Linked DNA regions of Sus scrofa: region 2 is linked to region 1. Evidence: chromatin contacts called from public HiChIP or PLAC-seq data. All regions are on one chromosome and are shown on one strand. Each heading gives the region's core, a stretch centred on a gene start, on an enhancer-like site or on the middle of the called end of the contact. The rest is flanking DNA. Distances are from core to core; before and after follow the strand shown.

What was found. HiChIP or PLAC-seq counts read pairs in DNA pulled down with a chosen protein or histone mark.
Region 2: an H3K27ac HiChIP or PLAC-seq map of alveolar macrophages shows a contact between it and region 1. The contact joins the promoter of PLXNC1 here to the promoter of LOC110260797 in region 1. A contact is called at or near these places in 1 of 47 Hi-C or Micro-C datasets (embryonic fibroblasts) and 1 of 2 datasets of contacts at active chromatin or transcription factors (alveolar macrophages).

What each region holds. Positions count from the first base shown.
Region 1 is chr5:88,768,017-88,772,729 of Sscrofa11.1, forward strand. It overlaps LOC110260797, which reads right to left and starts at 2,893. Exons shown (of 3, transcript XR_002344257.1): 1 at 2,131-2,893. CEP83 (centrosomal protein of 83 kDa) reads left to right here and starts at 2,690. Exons shown (of 18, transcript XM_021092763.1): 1 at 2,690-3,177.
Region 2 is chr5:89,052,482-89,057,222 of Sscrofa11.1, forward strand. It overlaps PLXNC1 (plexin-C1), which reads right to left and starts at 3,356. Exons shown (of 31, transcript XM_021092759.1): 1 at 2,186-3,356. The coding sequence starts at 3,244.

The DNA.
Region 1 (4,713 bases), core at 1,643-4,142:
GCATTTTGTCCGACATCCTTCCTTTTTGTATTTACCTTCACTTACATACACATACATACTCATGTTGGGATGACACTATTCATGCTAAACTGTATTCTGCTCTTTTTTTTTTTTTTGGTCTTTTTGTCTTTTGTCTTTTGTTGTTGTTGTTGTTGCTATTTCTTGGGCCGCTCCCGCGGCATATGGAGGTTCCCAGGCTAGGGGTTGAATCGGAGCTCTAGCCACCGGCCTACTCCAGAGCCACAGCAACAGGGGATCCAAGCCGCGTCTGCAACCTACACCACAGCTCACGGCAACGCCGGATCGTCAACCCACTGAGCAAGGCCAGGGACCGAACCCGCAACCTCATGGTTCCTAGTCGGATTCGTTAACCACTGCGCCACGACGGGAACTCCTGTATTCTGCTCTTTTTGGAGAAAAATCTACACACTATGGACATGTTTTTGTGCAAATAAAGAGATTTACATCATTTTAATATCTCAAGGGTATTTCATTCTCTGTTGGTACTATAAAATATTTAACTGATCACCTAGTGATGGTAATTATGTTTTTTCTAGAAGCATCTATGATAAAAAGGAGTGAAGAACATCCTCACAAATCTGTTTTTTAAAATTTTTTTAGAGCAAGTGACTAGGAAATGAGGTTGTTGGGGCAAAGGCTAATGCTTATGTTAAACTTTGGTAAACATAGGTGTACCGATTTCAATTTCACACCAATCATACAGGACAATAATTGTAAACCCATTTCACTATCTACAATGAGAGACAAAAAGGATGTTTGGAAATTGAACATCTTTTCATTTGTTAATTAGATGTTTTTCTGGGCTTGGGATGTTCCATTGATATCCTTTGCCAATTTTATTTATTGTGTTGTCTTTTTTTTTTTGTCTTTTTGCCATTTCTTGGGCCGCTCCTGCGGCATATGGAGGTTCCCGGGCTAGAGGTCGAATCGGAGCTGTAGCCGCCAGCCTACGCCAGAGCCACAGCAACGCAGGATCCGAGCCGCGTCTGTGACCTACACCACAGCTCAACGCAGGATCCGAGCCGCGTCTGTGACCTACACCACAGCTCACGGCAACGCCGGAACCTTGACCCACTGAGCAAGGGCAGGGATCAAACCCGCAACCTCATGGTTCCTAGTCGGTTTCGTTAACCACTGCGCCACGACGGGAACTCCTTGTGTTGTCTTAAAGTTGATATTCTATGAGCTTTTTGTGTTTTAGGAATATTTTTCCTTCTTTTCCCACATGATACAAATTTACTTTCCATTGGTTATTATTTGTGTTTAGATTATAATTCTGTGCGTAGATTAGAATCTTTATGTGGTCAATTTTTATCAATTTTTTTCTTTTACGGTTTCTGGTTCTTGCTTCATACTTGGAAAAGCCCTTTCTCAGCTCAAGATTATAATCACCTACATTGCCTGATAGTATTTTTATGTTTCATTCTTTACGTTTAAATTCTTGATTCATCTGGTATTTAGTAAATGAAACATGGAAAGCCTGACCTCAGGGTTTAGTGATCCCTGAGATAACCTTTTTCCCACTGACCAATGATCTGTAACATGTGGTTTACTGATACCAACGTTACCAATGGCTTTGAGTAACGTTGCAAAAATCATAGTAATTGCACCTATCTTACAGACAGTTCAGTAAGAGAAACTGAAAAAGGGCTCCAGTAGTTAACAGTAAGTGCTCGGCAGCTATGAGCTACTATTATTATATTAAACACGCATGCATTGCTTCCGTATTCTATATTCTGTTCACTGGTATCTCCCTCATCTAGGAGATCCATCAATACTCCAGTACCCAACTCACTGTCCCATATAATTGCTCGTCTCTCATTTCTACAAAAAAGGTCGTCTCTCCGTCGCCCTTCTCATCCTAACACAGCCTGGACACCCTGGAGGAGGGGGGTGGCGGCGGGAAGAAGCTGTGTCACACGGTGTAAGACAACTCAACCAAGGCTCGGGACAAACGTGGGGGAAGGGAGGGTAGCTCCATCTCCTACCTCCCTCTCGGAAAGGCTGAACTCCTACCTTCTTTCAGCCCTCGGCATCGAACTGTGGCTCTCAAAAGCTCGTCCCTGTCTTCCAACTCTAGTTTGCAACCTAAAGTCGTTCACCACGTACCCAGAGTGGGGTCTGGATCGGGAGGCGCCGGGAAGCACTCGCGCCCAGGCCGGGTCCTGACCTGGCCGTTTGCTCTCCGGCTGCGCCGGCTCCCCACGCGTGGGCCGAGGCGCCACGGCCGGCGTGCAGGCAGGAGACCTCGGGACCCATGACCTCTGCACGGTCGGCACGAAGGCACGCGGGGGAGGCGGCAGGAGCCCTCAGGGAGGAAAAGAGGACGGAGAGAGCCGGGAGAGGGAAGAAGACGCGCGAAACGGAGGGAAATCCCTCGAGACGCGGCGTGGGGAGGCGGCGAGGGAGAGCGGCTTCCCGCTCCACCGCGCGCGTCACGCAGACTCCCCGGAGCAAGTGCCGGCCCCCAGCTGTGCAGCTCCTTCAGCTCAGAGCATCTCTGCGGGTCCCCAGAGCCCTCTCGGAGTACCGCCCAGCGGCGGCGTTCCCGCGCGGCCCTCGCAGCTCCCGCCTCAGCCCGCTCCCCTCCTCCCCTTAACCGCCTCCGGCCGCGGCCAGCGTCCGTGACGTCGGCGTGGGGGCGGGACTTCCTGCTTCGCGCGCCCGGAGAGCTCCCGAGAGACTCCGCCCCGCCGGGTTTGAGGGGCGGCGGGCGGCAGGCCGAGGGTGGCTTCCTGGCTGGATTTCGGCTCTGGCCCCGGCCCCGCACTCTTGAGAAGTCGCGTCCACCGAGGAGGAGCGGGGCTTTTCTCCACCGCCGCCGCGGCCGCCACCCTCTCCGCCCTCGGCGCTCTCCTGGGCTAACCCCCATTTCCCCCGGGGTCCGGAGCCCGGCGGGCGCCCTCGGCGCTCCTCCTCCTGTCCCTCCTCTTCAGCTTGCGCCGCGAGCGGCCGCCGAGACCTCGCCAGGCGTGGCGGGCGGGGCGAGCTCCCCGCGTGCCGGGCCGCCTCCAGGGGCCCCGATGCCCCCGCGGGGAGAGTGTAGAGGGTGCCTGTGGCTGGAGCGGTGGAGGTGTCCTCCTGGCGAGTGCGGCCACAACACCGGTCACTGTTAAGATTGCTGCACGCACGTTGCAAGGACCGTGGGTGAAGCTGGTACGTAACGCCCCCTTGTCCGTGGTTTAGAATGCTCGAGTCTTTTTTCTTCACAACTTGCCCTTGAATTCTTCTTTTGCTATTTTCGTAAAGCAGTTGGAGCGAGTGTTAGAGAAGTAGGCTGTGCGAATGCTCTGCAGCCAGTTAAATGCACGTGAAACTCTTTACGGAGCTTTAATGCTTTTCAGCGTGGTGCTTGCGTAGACCCAACTTAAAAACTGGCTGAACGTATCCACATTCAGTGGTGAAAAAAAATGATGCTACTACCATTTTCATTGCCCCCGAAGACGATTCTAACAGTGACGTTGGCCGTCGCTACAGAGCTGATGTTAGAGTATGTGAGTGCATGCTTGAGTGGACACTTGGGTCTATACTTAGTGTCGAAGACTAAAATACATGGCTACTTACCTCCTAAAAATGCCCACTTCCAGGTATTGTAAAAGCTTAGTTGTAGTGATGAAATTGTTTCAGTAAAACCTCGAAGTTGTCCAGGATAACAAGAAACTTGCACTTAGTTTCTCATGTGTAGTGTATAGTTCATGTGTCCAGACTTCGAGCACAAAACACTTGGGTAGGTCTAAAACTGAGTAGGTTGTTAAAGCACTGCTTCTGTTACCAAGCAACATCTCTGTAAACAAGCCTAATATTCAACTAGAATATAATTAAATGTAGCTAGCCTACAATTATCCAGATTCAGAATTCTGTAAATTCATGGGTTTAACCTCTCGGTGGTTACAGTTCATACTCACTTTCTGTACTGAGCCGTGATTTCAAACTCATTTTGTTTAGAATTATTAGAATGCTTTAAATTGCAGAGTCGTGTAGGACTCTCCAGAGAGTTGCAAATGGATATGAGTTACCCTTTGATTTTTGGGGGGTCGGAGTATGTGGGGTGCTCTCCTTTCTTTGAGATGAAGTATGGTTGTATTCAGGAGTTTTATCAAATCAGGTAACAGAGCATTGGGAGATTTGAAACCCTTATTGTCCACAGGTGGTGTTTAAACCTTAGTGTAGTCAATATCCTCACCCTTTCTCTACTTACTGAACCCTTAATGATATTATTTGTATGGCAATTACAGGCATACTCTGCAGATACCATGATTTTGGCTTCAGACCGCTGCAATAAAGCGAATTACGGGAATCTTTTTGTTTTCTAGTGCATTTAAAGATTATATTTACGCCATACTGTAGTCTTAAATGTACTGTAGCATTATGTTTTAAAAAAAAATACTTACTTAAAACTACTTTATTGCTAAAAATGCTAACCATCGTAGGACAACACAGGGTTCACACAAACCTGCATATGTCAAATAGGCACTGTCTGAAATGCAGTAAAGTGAAGCACAATGGAATGATTATGCCTGTAGTTAGTTTTTAGACCACTTTTTCGTGGTATTTTGAATGCAGTACCCCTTCAAGTATATAAGAAAGTAGTTGAGAACATTTGAGACCCCATGAGACTAAAAGACTTCATTGAAATCAAACTGTTAGTACTGGGAATTGGAACTTTTAAGGGTTATGTTCTTTACAGCATGC
Region 2 (4,741 bases), core at 2,106-4,605, 280 kb after region 1:
TACAAACAGCAAGGAATTTACCTAAATTAAAAAAAAATGCAAAACTCCAAGCTCCCACCTGTGCAGCCATGACAAGCTATTGTTCGAACCAGAGTATATGATTTAACTTAGATGACAAGCTCAGGGGGTAGAGACCCCTTCCTTCAAAACCCACAGCTCTGAGCACACTGGGAGCTCTCGATAAATAATAGCAGCAAGACCTGCTGTGGAGGGACCTACTTCATTGTTGATTTCTCCAATTCCAGATTTTTGGCAGCCTGTGCTTATCCTTTGCTTGATTTCCAGGGGGCAGCTACCTCCCAGAAGCTCCCCGGGAAGATGGATAAACAGCTCTCTCACTTTCCCCTTTCCCGCATCCCCGCGCAAGCAGGAACACCTGATCCAGTCCAAACGTGGCTTCTGAGTGCATTCAGGGTGCCTGCTGGGTTTGGAAGGGAACTAAGTCTTCCAGGACCCAACGGGTAGAGAGAGAGGCAGTCAGGAGAAATGTTCTGGCTCCATGCATCTACACAGCTGTCAGATGGCAAAGCTTGGACTTCTACTGTTATCACCTGCTGTGGGCCGCCGAGCTGTCTTGTCATTAACCCCAGAGACCAAGTCTGCCTAACGCTCGACACACAGTAATAGGTGGGGGGACTTCCAAAGCTTTCACCAGTGAAGTCAAAGATGATGATTTTTTTTTTTTTTTTTTTTGCCAAACTCAAACTGTTAGTCAGGATCTTGCAAAGACAGATGTTAAATATTAAATTGTACTTGTATCTCAAGATGAAGTCATTTAGGGAGCATTACATGTTATTTACGCTTTCAAATTATTCTACCAGTAACCTAAAGGCGGGCATTACCTGTGTGCCCCAGCACACAACGGATGGGCGAGGAGGAAGAGGCCAATGGCCATTCTAAAGGGTCTTGGGAAAGACCTGTCTTTTCTTTCCGGATGACAGGGCTACTGTTTGCTCAGATGTGCTCTAGGGGGACGAGGTGGGGGGAGTGCTTTTCCACGCACTTAGTAATACACCTTGGAGCAAGCATCTATGCTTACACAACAACTGCATCAACAAAACACGTTTTTCCAAGTAGAGGCTCTCCCCCTTTCCTCTCTGAGGCATTTTATACCAAAACAATGGCAACACCTGTAGCGGTTAATTTCTGCTCTTGGATTTCTGTCCAGTTATAAAGGAGGCGCTCAGCAGGCTCTCCTCTCAGGAGCCATATGTGGAGTTGATGTGCCAGCAGCCTTGGAAGGAAAACGGCCTCGGAGAAGTGCACAATGGCTCCATAATCCCCATCAACTGGACCCTCTTGAACGGCCGCTTTATTTTCCAAAGAGACGCCAATCTCAAGAGTCAAGCTGTGTCTTCCCTGGAAACCCAGGGGAAACCTTTGCCATTTGCCTGGCTGGGTGGTGCCTCTGAGCCCCGCGATCTAGTCAGGCAATCTGGAGCCCGGAGACGATAACACCCCAACACTTTCTCTTGCTCGCCCCTCCAGGGTGAGGCTTTTTACCCACAAAGCCACCTCCGCCTGCCCAGCCTCTCCCCCCAGCTAGAGACCACAGCGCGCCCTCGGCAGAGCCACAGCCCCGCCCCCTCGCGCTGGGTCTCGCCGAGGGTTCGGTTCCCCCCAGCCTGAGCCTCTGGTTCCACCGACCCGTGTTGAGCAGGCTACCAACTCTCCGAGACTACACTGCATGTGTTCGGGGGGGGGGGGCACAAAGGCTGGGGTGTGGCAAGTCCTTTAGGTTCCATGGCTTCTCTGCCTAGGGCACCGCGTCTGGAAACCAGGTTGGGGAAAAGGGTCCAAACGACACGCCAACTAACACAGACCACACACACCTGAGGAAGCGATCAGGGACGGGCGGGGGAGCTGCCTGGAGAGGCTCAGACCCAAACAAGCGTTTGAACAAGGAGGGCAGTGGGCTGGAGTCAGCAGAGTTGTAGAGCCGAACTCCTACCCTCTCCACCTCCCTTCATGACACCATCTTTGGGGACCTCTGCTTTAGAGCCACCCGAGGTCTCGGAGACCACGCGAGAAGGGCCGTCGGGCTGCCCGCAGGCTGTGTAGATCAGAGCCCCGCGAAATGCCCACCCTCTCCCTCCCTCTCTGCCTCGCCGGCGGCTCAGCTGCCCGGGCGCTCCCCGAAGCGTCGCGGCCGGGGAACGGAGGGGGGCGGAGAGGCAAGACTTACGCAGTGGTTCTCGGCCTGGAAGTCCCAGCTGCAGGTTCTGGTGCGCGCCTGGATCTCACGCATCCTGAAGAGGCAGAGTGCCGTGGTGGCGGGGGAGCGCCTCTCCTGGCCCTCTCCGGTGGCCGCGCTGAACACGCCCGCCCAGACGTCCAGGGCCTCCACCAGGCTGGAGGAGAGCAGCAGGCGGCGGCCGTCGGGGTGGCCGTGGCCGCAGTCGAGGGCCGCCTGGCCCTGGAACAGCACCTCGTTGCTTTTGGCGATGCGCGCCATGCTGGGCCAGCCGGTGGCGGCGCCGCTCGTGTAGTTGTAGGGGTAGTAAGGGAAGTAGACGCTGCCGTTCCAGAGGAAGGCGTCCACGAAGTGCAGGCTGCCCCCGCCCTCGCGCAGCCTGAGGCGTCCCAGCTCCTGCGTGGCCAGGCTGCGCCCCTCCGTGTCCTTGAGCGCGATGGCCATTCCGCGGTCGGACGCTGCGGGGTTGCAGCGGCTCGCCGTCTCGGGCTCGGGCAGCACGTAGGTGGCGGCCACTGCCAGGTACCAGCGGTTCTGCGGGCCCGCGCGGTACACGACGCCGGCCGTCGAGCCCTGCGGGTGACACGACACCACCTCGGTGCCGTTGCGCAGGGAGCTGCGGCTAAGATTGCCCAGAGGTCGCACCTCGCAGGCGCCCCTGTCGAAGGTCCAGCCGGTGAGCAGCAGCCCCCCGAGGCCGGCCGCCCCCTCGCGGTAGGGCAGCAGCAGCTTGCTGAAGCTGCTCCCCGGCCGGGGCCGCGCGGGGGGCGTCAGCGGGACCGGCTCCGTGCAGTTCCCCGCTTGGTCCCGGTACAGGCGCGAGAGCCGGTGCTCCAGGCTGTAGTCCAGCTGGTCCAGGCAGCTGCCGCTCGCCACGAACACGCCGTCCGCCCGGCTCGCCGCGATGGCTCCGATGGCTTGCTCCGACCGCCACACGGGCTCGTCCGCGCCCCGGCCGGGCGCCGCGAGCGCCAGCAGATAGGCTAGCAGGGGCAGCGGCGCGGCGCGGCGCGGGGGGCGCGGTGATGCCTTCCTCCGGGAGAGCTCCATGGGGCTGGGGGGGCCGCCCCCGGGCAGGGCGCGCGGCGGCGACCGCGGCGGCTCAGGCGCGCGGCGACGGAGACGCGGGCGGCGGCGGCGGCGGCTCCTGCGCGCGCTCGGGCTCCTGCGGCCGCCCCATCCCCGCGGCTCGCCGGGGAAAGGGAGCGGGGAGGGCGGCGCGCGGCGGGCTCGCTCCGGCAGCCTGTGTGGCAGCAGCAGCGGCGGCGGCGGCGGCGGCTGCAAGCCCTGCGCGCTCTGGCGCCGCTTCCTCCTCGCCCTCCTTCTCCGGAGAGTTCCTCTGTGCAGCGCTGGCGCTCGAGGGGAGGCGCGGAGGGGAAGGGAGGGGACGGGCGGAGGGGAGCGAGACAGCCGGGGAGGGCTGGAGAGGTTGGGTGCGCTTGAGCGTTTCACTTTCCCATTGTGAAAGTGGGATGCAACTGGCCCCCTTCCTCATCCTCTTCCTCCTCCGCCCTCCGCCTTCTGGCCGCCCGCCCTCCCTCCACGCCCATCTCCCCTCCCCTCTTGATTCGGTGAGATAGGGAGGAGGGAGGTCTCGTAATTTGGGTTACTGTGTAGGTGGCCTCTTTCATCTATTCATAACAAAGCTGAGCCGCCTGCCGCGGCCGCCACGGCCGCCACCATCGCCCCTCCGCCCGCCCGGGGCTCCCGGGGCGCGCTCACAGGGCACCGAGCTGGCTCCTGCGCCTGTCCGCCGCGGGGCTGCTCCAACGCTTGGGTTTTGTTTACGAGAGCAGCGGGGGAGGAATACGCCAGGCTCGGGGAACTAGGACCCAGGGCGCCAAGGGCTTGCAGCTGAGGCCCGGGGCTCGGGTCCCTGGGAAGCTGCGAGGGCGGCTGACAGGTGTGGAGCGGCGGGAGGGAGGCCCTGGGGAGGAGCGCGGGAGACGTGGACTAGCAGGAGGCTCAAGGGGCCGAGGCCCCCCCGGTGACAGGGGGTGGGTTTCCCCGAGTCAGAGGAGTGACGTGGAGGGAAGGCAGGCGCCAAGATTCTGGTTCTGGACAATCCCTGGGGCCGGAGCTCCCATATTTGAAAAGGGTCTCTCATCTCCCTTGGTAACGGAGTCCCAGGCTCTCAAACCTAGCGCTTAGAAAGTTCCACTCATCATCTAGCCTGAAGGATCATGGCTAATATTTATCGAGCACTTACTGCGTGCTGAGTCCTGCTGTAAATTCACCACATGGATTAAGCCTCATTTGCGACCCGTAATAACCCCATTCGTTACCATCGTCTCCATCTAGTAGTGAGCAGAATGATCATGCAGAGGTGATGGAACTTGCCGGGGGTCCCACCGCTGGTAAACAACAGAACTGAGATTCGAATTCCTATCTGGCTCCAGGCACGCTGACACCGCTCCCTCTAGCCAAGTGCCACCTGTGGTCGTTACAGTCTTACCTGCAGAGGATTCTCAGCAGGGGGGACTGAAAATTTCCCCAGGTGAAACGTTCCCATCTACCTCGCCCCGCCCAGCCTTCTAATCCTAAGAG